Regions from separate parts of the Sus scrofa genome. Here all the other regions are linked to region 2. Evidence: chromatin contacts called from public Hi-C and HiChIP or PLAC-seq data. All regions are on one chromosome and are shown on one strand. The core of a region is the stretch at or near the end of the contact, and the rest is flanking DNA. Distances in the headings are between cores, read along the strand shown. Region 1 holds the start of TRMT13 (tRNA:m(4)X modification enzyme TRM13 homolog). Region 2 overlaps CDC14A (dual specificity protein phosphatase CDC14A). Region 3 overlaps MFSD14A (hippocampus abundant transcript 1 protein).

Evidence for each region. A called contact is a pair of places that touch in the nucleus more often than the background predicts. HiChIP or PLAC-seq counts read pairs in DNA pulled down with a chosen protein or histone mark.
Region 1: a contact with region 2 is called in a Hi-C map of epiblast stem cells, with 1.9 times the contacts expected there. The contact joins the promoter of TRMT13 here to the enhancer-like site in region 2. A contact is called at or near these places in 2 of 5 promoter capture datasets (fetal liver and liver) and 6 of 47 Hi-C or Micro-C datasets (alveolar macrophages, embryonic fibroblasts, epiblast stem cells and 3 more).
Region 3: an H3K27ac HiChIP or PLAC-seq map of alveolar macrophages shows a contact between it and region 2. The contact joins two enhancer-like sites. A contact is called at or near these places in 2 of 47 Hi-C or Micro-C datasets (embryonic fibroblasts and liver) and 1 of 2 datasets of contacts at active chromatin or transcription factors (alveolar macrophages).

Annotation. Positions count from the first base shown.
Region 1 is chr4:117,984,112-117,987,507 of Sscrofa11.1, reverse strand. It overlaps TRMT13 (tRNA:m(4)X modification enzyme TRM13 homolog), which reads left to right and starts at 1,875. Exons shown (of 10, transcript XR_002343574.1): 1 at 1,875-2,126. It overlaps SASS6 (spindle assembly abnormal protein 6 homolog), which reads right to left and starts at 1,909. Exons shown (of 17, transcript XM_021090148.1): 1 at 1,573-1,909. The coding sequence starts at 1,889.
Region 2 is chr4:117,702,147-117,705,623 of Sscrofa11.1, reverse strand. The region is part of intron 8 of CDC14A (dual specificity protein phosphatase CDC14A); the gene reads left to right. Among named protein-coding and RNA genes, the nearest start is that of GPR88, 80 kb to the right of the region's middle. Within about 2 kb of position 1,548, at least 9 of the 83 cell types and tissues checked have an H3K27ac peak or open chromatin away from gene starts, as enhancers often do. A contact at or near this core is called in alveolar macrophages and epiblast stem cells, where this site is marked.
Region 3 is chr4:118,053,934-118,057,441 of Sscrofa11.1, reverse strand. MFSD14A (hippocampus abundant transcript 1 protein) reads left to right here. Exons shown (of 13, transcript XM_013997351.2): 9 at 2,689-2,801. Among named protein-coding and RNA genes, the nearest start is that of MFSD14A, 35 kb to the left of the region's middle. Within about 2 kb of position 1,896, at least 4 of the 83 cell types and tissues checked have an H3K27ac peak or open chromatin away from gene starts, as enhancers often do. A contact at or near this core is called in alveolar macrophages, where this site is marked.

The DNA of each region.
Region 1 (3,396 bases), core at 626-3,125, 280 kb before region 2:
TACATGAAACCTTTCTAAGCAAGAGAAATGAAAAGGCTGAAATAGTGTTTTAAGGAGGTAACTGTGATGACAATGTAATGAGATGAAGAAGTGCTAGGAGTTTCAATATTGGAATCAGAAATTATGCCCCCCCAACATTTTATCTCTCTATAATCATTCCAGAACAGGGCTGTCCAACAGAGATACAATGAAGCCACCTATGTAATCTTTAACTTTTTAGAAGCCACATTTAAAAAATTAAAACGGATAAATTAATTTTAATATTTAACCCTATATATCCAAAATATTGCCTATATATGCAAAATGCAAAATACATGTTAAGATAATGATTTATAAATTCCATCAATATAAAAATGGAAACATTTTACATACCTTTTTTCTCATAGTAAGTTTTCAAAGTCCAACGTGCATTTTACTCATGCCACATCGGTTCCGATTAGCTCCATTTCAAATGTCCAATAAACATAGTGGCTCCCATATTGGGCAGCACAAAAGAATAACCAACTAGTCTACAAATCTCCATTTACAGCTGCTGGTTTTGGTACCATCTCCTCCCTGGCTTGCCAATTGATTCTGGACCTAATTCTGAACTACATACTAATTTCACATCACTGGCAGCTCAACAAATCAATGTCTTCATTTCTTTTAATGTCACATTTCCACACCACTTAGTTTTCACATATATTTTCACACCTGATCCTCATTAACAACCAACCATGTAGGTAGCCATGTTTTATCAGCTTTACTAATGAGGAAAATCAAGGTTCAGAGAGGAGCCAGCTGACACTGAGTGGTGCACTTGAGACAAAATTGAAATCTCCTGCCAAATCTCCCTACTTCGGCCTCAACAGCACCACCTCTTTAACCAAAGTTGTAACTTTTACATTTATCTGTGATACTGGCCTTTATTTCCACCCTCACCAGACTGTAAACTCCACCAACACAAGAACTCTCCTGATCACTGTATCCCCGGTGCCCAGGAAGAGTGTTCAACGTTTGTTGAATGACTAAATGAATATATGGTTTTCAACAATTGTTTTTCAATTTATTACACGTAATTTATTTTTAGTAACTATGACGAAAGAGAGGCAATACACCACAAATTTGTAGAGTTTTTTTTTTTTTTTTAAGTCTAACCTTGCATTTACTTCCAGTAGCGTTCAAAGGAGAGAGGGGGGAAAAAGGGCCGTGAGCCAAAGCCTGAATTCTAGTGCCCGCCCGCCGTGAACTCGTGAGCTCTCACGCAAATTACTTAATTTCTCTGAGCCAGACTTCTTATCCGTCAAAAAGAGAAATGGGCTATCATCTCCATGACAACATCCAGAGATAAGACTTAAAAAAAAACACACACAAAAACTGATGCGGGTCGGCGACCCATTCCTCACTCTTCCCTCCCCAGCAACGGCAGACTTTGAAACGACCACGAGGTCCCAGCCAGCTCTGTCTCCGCGGCCCGGGGAGATGGGCCGCACACCCAGCGCAGGCCGGGGCCCACCGGCCGGAGCCGCCATCTTTCCCCCTTGGCCCGACCCCTAACCGCCACCCGCGGGCACAGAGTAACGCGGCCCTCACCTCTCCTCGCAGTCTTTACATTTCACCTGCAACGGGACGAGTTGCTGGAACAGAATCTGGCTCATGCTGAACCCCTGCCCCGGCCGGTGTGCGGAAAAACCCAAACGGGCCGGCGGGTCAGCGGTACTAGCCTGAAAGGCCTCCGGGGCCTGTTTAAGTTTGGCGCTCGGCTTCCGCGGAAGAGGCGGGGAAAGTGAAGCAGAGACGATACGGAGGAGGTTTGGGCCTCGCCGGCCACCATCAGCTTCTTCCGGTTTTGTGACGGCTGGGCGGTCGTTCCGGGTACCCTCCTGCGTGGCGGGATCCGAGGCCGCCATATTTGTTAAGGGAAGGGAACCCGAGAGGCGCTAACAACTTTTCCTCTCTTCGCCGGATCGATGCTTGCTACCTGAAGTAAGCCCTGAATTATGGCGGCTTCTGCGCCGACACCGCATGGAACTGACTCTCCAGCAGAGGGGCGATGCGGTTACTATGTGGAAAAGAAGAAGCGGTTCTGCAGGATGGTGGTGGCAGCGGGGAAAAGGTTCTGTGGTGAACACGCTGGAGCGGCGGAGGTCTGGTATCGCCTTACCCTCTCGAGGGTCGGAAATAAGTTTCCTGGTCCGGCACTTTCCCTCTCTGACAGATTTCTGCTTCTGTCCCCTGGAGTTTCCAGCTTTTCCCGTGATAAACGCAGTCCTGGCCTCCCTAGGGAGCGATGATGAGCCGTAGTGAAGTGCAGTGTTGTCTTGTACTAAGTAAAGCGCCAGCAGTGACCCGTTTATCTTGATACCAACTCGTGGTAACGCTAGATTGTAGTTTTACCGCAGACTACCGCTTCTTGCGCTCCGCTCACTCTCCGCCTTCCTGATGGGAAGTGGTGGTTTAGAAAGAAGACAGATCCCAAGGTTTCACTCATTGTGTTTTCATTGTTTTGTGAACGATAATCACTTCTTGTGAATTATTGTGAGTCACTTCTTGTGAATTAGATGTACAGTCTTTTGAAAGCAACTAATAACTACTTTGCTGCAAAGGGGAAGGAAAGATTTAAAAACATGTAAGAATTGACTCAACACTGAGAACAGAAACTGTATGATTTTGTTCCATTAAACGTATGATTGTGATGTCGAACTATATATCTTTATGTATGTGTTTTTCTTTAGGAGATATATGATAGAAAATTTTAAAAACAGCAAGAGCAGAATGCTTATAGAAAGAGCATGTTTGATAGCTTTTAGAACAATTAAACCAAATAGACAAGCATCTGATTTCATGTCTTCTGAATGTCCGGTGTTATTTACATTTCTTTTCTTTGTGAGTCCGATGGTTTCTCCTGCTAGGCAATGTCTAATACAGATGCGCGTGCGCGCGCGCACACACACCCCCTCCAGCCCTGCCATCTGCTACTGTCCCTCATAGCCAAAGCTGTACTTCATGTGTTGATTTGACTGACATTTGCGTAGAGTGAAGTGTACTAAAACAAGCAGATTCTTGTTTTGGAATGTAAGTGACTTGTGACTTACAAGGACTCTTTGAAGTACACTCACTGTTGCCTTGGCTGGTTTTGAGGGGACCAGCAAACATCCCCTGATCGAAAAATGAGCTTTATGATTGGAGGAGGCCTTTGTCCTCACTCTAAGACCTTACACTTCACCGTGACCAGACGTCCAGAAGGTGACTGCAGATGCTGAGAGTAGTAGAATAGAAATAGGTCCTTACAGAGTGATTTGTATTCCTAGAAAGGAATAACATCATGTTATTAATCCCTTAAAGAAAGGTTGCAAAATACCAAGTGGAGACACGTTCCATGATTATGATTTGGTTTTCAATTTGGGGCATCCTACT
Region 2 (3,477 bases), core at 299-2,798:
TGGACAGCTGGTAGTTACTTTACGGAAGAGAAGATGGAAGCTTGGTAACCTAACTTGGCCAGCTTCTCACAGCTGGAAAGTGGCAGGGTGTCGATTCAAACACAGATCTCTCTGATTAAAGTCTGTTATTTTTAATTTTATTACAGAGGCAGTATATTTCACTACAGAAAGTTTAAGCAATCTATATAAAAAGTCACCTGTAATTATATAACTTAGAAATAGCCACTGTTAAGATATCATTTGCTCTGAATACATGGTTTTTTTCTTTGCATGTATGGTGCCCTCTCACATTGAGAAAAAAAGGTCTGAAATTGCTGCTTACCTGATACTTGCCAGTTTTTTTGTCTGCAACAATTTCATTTAAGGCTATTGTTGGTAAAATATTGATAATTTACTGGAATCCCCATTTTAGATCTGATACTCACTGGAAACTTCATGGTATTTTTGGTAAAGGGTTTTAAGTTTGTAAATCCTTTTTGGACTTAATAATTCTCTGATGGAATTAATAAACTTGATCCAATTACCCTGAAATGCTGGCTCATTCTTTTTTTTTTTTTCTTTTTTTCATTTTTCTTTTTGAGTTGAGAAATCCTGAGTTTCCTGAGGAGACCGAAAGTCATTTTAGGGGTTTGTTAGTAGAGAAGGTGGATTTTTAAGGAATTAACACTTAAATAGCTGTTGCTAGGATGTAGCAAATGGAAGCCCTAAAATCTTGGGATCTGGCAGAATGCATTGTAACTGTTTTAAGTAATGTGTTGTGTCAACAGAGACCAAGGAGGAGCTTCTTTCAGTCATCATTGTTCACATTGTTTTGCCAAGGGGGCGGGGGAACCTTACCTCCTACCCTTTTTTGGTCAAACAAGTTTGAATTGATAAATGAATAATATAGCAGTAGAACAAAGCATATTTCAGATTTCAAATCCCCCCCCTCCAAATTCTCAGATGGGAACATGCCCTTCATCTCTATTTTTTTAAGGAAAGCAAGCAAGCACAGAGAAAAAAACCCTTGAGACAGGGAATCCCAACAATTTGAAGTGTCAGCCTGCTCATTTAAAGAGAGAAGCCAGCCAGGTGTGAAGAGCCTGAGCTGACTGACTCCTGGCTCCACCTTAAACTGGCTGTGTGAACTTCTGAGAGTTCCTGAATGTTCTTCTCTCATCATCAGTTTCCTCTTTGTGTCAAATGGGGAAATAGGATGCACATTGCAGGCATTTGGTGAGGAGTAGAGATGTTACAGGAAATGCCTTCTGCAGTGTCAGGCACATTAATAGGTACTTACTAGATAGCAGATGTTCTGATTACAGTTTTATCACTATGGACCTAATAAACATATTTTATTGCTGTCCACATTTACCTGCTTATTTTGCAGTTTTCAGTTTTAAGGGAAAATGGGTGGAATAATCATTTGACTCTACTGTTCTTCAGTTGCTTAACTTTCACAGAGAAGCTGGGAAGAGATGAATTTTACAATCTCTCTTAGCTCTGAAATTGCATCTCTTTGGTCAATGCCAGGGCTCTGCCTGTGCTTTACTGATGCCAGGGCACCATCTAGTGGCCAGATGGAGTAAGGATCAGATTGGACACAGGGTTGGACACATGCTCCGTCAGCTCTGTGCGCATTACCAAAGCCATTCCCCCCTTAAAAGCATCCAGATACACCGAAAACACCCACAAATAGTTGTTCGGAGGTTATTGTCATTTTTTTTTGGTTATAACTCATTTGAAATGCTTTTGAGGATTTTTTAAATTTACAGTTGATTTACAATGTTGTGTCAATTTCTGCTATACAGCAAAGTGATTGTCATACAAATATATGTATGTGTATATACCTACATACATTCAAAAAAGATTATTTTCCACCATGTTCTATCCCAGGAGACTGTATATAGTTTCCTGTGCTATACAGTAGGACCTTTTGAGGATTTAAAGAAACTTCCTCAACCAGCTCTAGGAAGTGCAGCCTCAAATGTTCAGTCCTGTCTCATTTTTTGAAGACCTAACTAATTGAATCAAGTTGGACTTTACCTGAAATCAGCCTCAGCACAAGCCCTGGAATCTGACTGCCAATGTTCAAATGCTGCCTCTCTCTCTTCCCAGCAGTGTGTGCAGGGGCCAGTCCCCTTTCGCAGGCAACAGGGACTGAGCCATTGTAAGGCTGAATGAGATAATATTCATGAAGCACTAAGCTTAGTACCTGGCACAAAGTAAGCACTTCGGTAAATGTTAGAGTGATTATTATTGTTATTGTTACTATTTCAATGCCCCACTGCCATATTTGGATAACTGTTCAGGGTTCTTTTCTCAAAAGACAGACACGGTTTCTCTTGATAGTTGATTTGAGTGTATTATTTGTAATGCCATTTACTGCTGATGGAAACTCAAATATGAAGAGAAGTTCTTACAGCCTTGGTGGAGGAGGGGAGGGGACAGACACCCAATGAACTGTGAGCACATTTCATGGGAGTCGCCACAGAGGTGCCAGGTATGCTAGGAACCCAGGGTCAGAAGCACTTGTCAGCCTGTCACACCAGGAGAAGGTCCCGTGCCACGTATTATGGGTCCTCTCCTTCCATTTCTCCCATGATAGAGAAGCTCCTGTTTCCTTATGCCAGCCTCAGTTATTTTCCCCTTTAGGCTGTAAAATGATTTGAGCAAATAAACCAACTAAGAAAACAGATTTGAATTTTTCCAAGTTGAAAGGCATGTTTTCTCTAAATGTGTATAAGTCACTGTTTCTGTGCAGAACATCGTGAATGAGCTTCATATTACCTGTTTGCTCCAAAGCAGCATGGCTTGTGAAAATAGCATAGCTGTACTGTGGATCGGTTAGGCCAGTCTGCTCATTCTGCCTCCAGTCATTGTGTGACCTTGGCCAGTTAGGGCTCTGTGTTGCAGGCAGCGGAACCAATTCTCATCAACGGAACCCAAAAGGCATACTGGAATTGTATTGGGGAGCTCACAGCCTTCAAGGGGAGGCTGGAGAATGAGGTTTAGAAAATGAACAGGATCTGAGAGAGCTCGTGTATCAGTAGGATCCAGCCTGAAATGGAAGCTACTTAATTTCGAACAGAGGGAATGCAGTATAAGGAATTTGTCAGAGAGAAGGCTAAAAAGTAAAAGGGTAACTGAAAAAAACAAAAACAAAAACGAAACCCCACAAAAAATCCAGCATATTAAGGAAGAAATAGCTATTGCCTTTAAGGCTGAGGGGACAGAAAAGAAAACGTGGGGTTCCCAGACCCAGGGAGCTGGGCGGGTGCTGGGAGCCTGAAGGCTGGTGCTTGCATCTGGGGGCTGGGCTTGCATTTGGCAGGAGAGCCTGATGCTGGGCTGTAGGCTGGTGCTGGGAGTGTCCTCCCTTCTGCCACTAAAGCCTTGCTGGCAGGAGGACAGGAGACCCCCCTTCTCCCTCCCTCGGCCTCTAGTTGCTCAGCTTGTGCTTCAGGGCCTCTCACTTTTCCCTCTGACAGGAAGCCA
Region 3 (3,508 bases), core at 647-3,146, 350 kb before region 2:
CTTTTCTTCGTCGTAGCTACAACCTAGACTTAACTTGTTGGATAAGTATGCTTCTGACCTTTGCCTTCTACTAAGAGATGATCTATTTGCTGACCGTACTTTGTGACCTGTTCACTGTCACTGGGTCAGTGCCCTCAGACCTAGAATAGCCACTGAAAAATAGTTAGGGGAGTTCTGTTGTGGCTCAGTGAGTTAAGAACCTAACTGGTGGAGTTCCCGTCATGGCTCAGTGGTTAACAAATCTGACTAGGAACCATGAGGTTGCAGGTTTGATCCCTGGCCTTGCTCCGTGGGTTAGGCATCCAGTGTTGCTGTGAGCTGTGGTGTACGTTGCAGACACAGCTCGGATCCCTTGTTGCTATGGCTGTGGTGTAGGCTGGCAGCTACGGCTCCGATTTGACCCCTAGCCTGGGAACCTCCATGTGCCGTGGAAGTGGCCCAAGAAATGGCAAAAAGACAAAAAAAAAAAAAAAAAAAAGAACCCAACTAGTATCCAGGAGGACACAGGTTCCATCCCCGGCCTCAATCAGTGGGTTAAGGATCTGGGTTAAGGTTTCCGTGAGCTGTGGTGTAGGTTGCAGACGTGACTCAGATCCCACATGGCTGTGGCGCAGGCCAGCAGCTGCAGCTCCGATTCAACCCCTAGCCTGGGAACCTCCATATGCTTCAGGTGCAGCACTAAAAGACAAAAAGGAAAAAAGAGGAAGGAAGGAAGCAAGAAACTGGGCAAATACTTGTTGACTGAGTGATCAGAGTTGATGCCAGTTAACTGTGAATTAGCTGTGTCATCTTGCTTAAGTCACAAGTCATTTTAACCTTTGGGACTTGGTTCTTTCATCTTTAAAATGAGACTTATACTGAATTAAGGGATACTGGTTTTTCCCCCTGTCTAGCACACTATATATCCCATGTATGGAATGTGTTCCATTATTATTAATATTGTGACATTTTAAATTACACATGCTTTCCAAAAGTACTTAGTAAGAACTTACACTGGGTGCTGGGGATACAAAAATAAATGAGAAAAAAGTTCCTGCCTTAGGGAGAAAATCAGTGTCCTGGGTAGAATATCATATACACGGGGAGTTTTTCTCTGCTAACTGCTTACTCCGGCTGAGTCCCCTTTTTGTGGCTAAATCTTGTTCTTATCTAATTCAAGGAAGAATCTTAAGAAAGCTATGAGTGTTGTAAAGAATCTTTTTTTTTTTAAGAATAATTTGCTTCCCACTGGTTTAATTGTGATTAAATCTGATTCAACTCTTACATGGTTGTCTCAACTTAAAGAATTTTAAACTCATACTGAGTAATTTTGAGTTTAGAGTATCAGCCAGTTCATCAAATACTGATTTCCTGAATTATTTTCACTTCTTCTTTGGACTTAACCAGCTTAAGGGGTGTATTTAATAGTAATGTCCCCAAATTATTGTTGGATTTTTATTAGCTTTGAAAGAAAAGGAGTTCTCTAGTGGCACAGCAATTTAAGGACCTAACTGTCACCGATATGGTGCAAGTCACAGCAGTGGCATGGGTTCAGTCTGTGGCCCAGGAACTTCTGGATGCTGAAGGTGTCACCAAAAAAAAAAAGGGAAAAAAAAGGAAAACCAAGAAAACCCAGTTCATAATATTTTTTGTTTTTTATGGCCCCATCCATGCTGTATGGAAGTTCCTCAGGCCAAGAATTGAATCTAAGCTACAGCTGCAGCAACGCCAGATCTTTAACCCACTGCACCAGGCCGGGGATCAAACCTGCACCTCCACAGCAACACAAGCCACCCAAGCAGTTGGATTCTTAACCCACTGTGCTACAGCGGGAACTCCCATAATACTGTTTCTGAAATGCTTAACTATGCCAGGCACAATGAACGCTCAGTGTATCATTTCATCTATCTCACATGATGAAGTTTTGAAATAAATATGATTTTGCAAGAGACCAAACTGAGTGAAGTGACATGCCCAGGGTCACATGGTTAGAGCCAAGATGGTGATTGAGGCTGTTTTTCCAAGGCCGTGTTCTTATTTATTATTGTAATATAATACCACTTTCAGGTCATACTTGTTAAACTGATGTCCTGTTCATAAAAGCATCGTGGTTTTAGCAGTAGGCTAATTTAGGTGAAGGATATATGAGTAGTTATACTATTTTCAGTCAGGACAAAAAGCATTTTGGATCAGTTTGGACCTAAAAACTATTATGTAACAGGGCTATCCATAGGTTAGAACTTTTGACTCTACTGTTTGCAATTTCTTTCTTTCTTTTTGGCTGCATCCACAGCATGCACAAGTTCTCAGTCCAGAGACTGAACCCATGTCACAGCTGTAACCAGAGCCAAAGTAATGATAACTCTGGGATCCTTAACCCACTGAGCCACAGGGGAACTCCAACAATTTCTGATTTTAAGTAGTCCTCAGTAGAAATGTATTGAACACAAAGTTCACCTTTCTATTTTCAGTTTTCTGACTTTTTCCCTGAATCTGGATCTGTAGCAACAGAGGAAACCTTTCTTCTGCTTATATGACTTGGAGTAATGGTTTCAGATATTTTCAGGACAATTGTTGCTGAAAAGTCCAAATGTAAAAAACTGATAATAGTACTTTTATATTATAGATCAAAAGAAGCCACTAAGTATTTTGTCTTTTTTCAGTATTAAAAAGTTTATTCTAACCTTTTTGGTTTTTCTTATTTTCCAGACCATAGTCTTAAGTTTACTTATGAGGTCAATTGGAAATAAGAACACCATTTTACTGGGTCTGGGATTTCAAATATTACAGCTGGCATGGTATGGATTTGGTTCAGAACCTTGGTAGGTATAAATATTTTAATTTTCTTAATTTTGATATTTGTCTTTTCTTTTTTTCAGCTTTATTGAGGTGTAATTGACAACATTTTCATAGTTCCTAATTTTTGCTTTTCAGCTAAGGCTTATACTTTTAACTTCTCTTAGTATGCTTTTTTTCCCCCTCTCTCAAAATGTATATGGCAGATTTCTCACTTGTGTATTTGCATATTCTACAGTGGCTTGAGGATAGCAAAGTGACATTTTTCTTTGTTTGGCCACCCTGTGGCACATGGAGTTCCCAGGCCAGGGAACTTGGATCAAATCCGAGTCACAGTTGCGACCTCCACTGCACCTACGGCAACACCGGATCCTTAAGTTATTAACCCAGTGTACCCAGCTGGGGTGGAACCTGTGTCCCAGTGCTCCAGAGACACCGCAGATCCCATCATTCCACAGCGGGAACGCTAGCATTTTATATCTAAGGGACAGCTGGGGTTTTTGAATGAGATAATTGAGTTTCTGAATCTCTAATGAGCATTTAATCCAGCTCGGTCTGTCAGGAAAATCATGGAATCCCGAGGCATCAAGGTTAGGGAAAAAAAGTTGAGTAACACCTGTGAGCATTACTGAGGGCAAACCAGAACTGGGCAAAGTCCAGTTGTTTTGGTCCCAGCTTCATGCTGGGAGGACTCTTTGCTCTTCTTGCCCGTGTGGTTTCCTGCAGGGAGGTG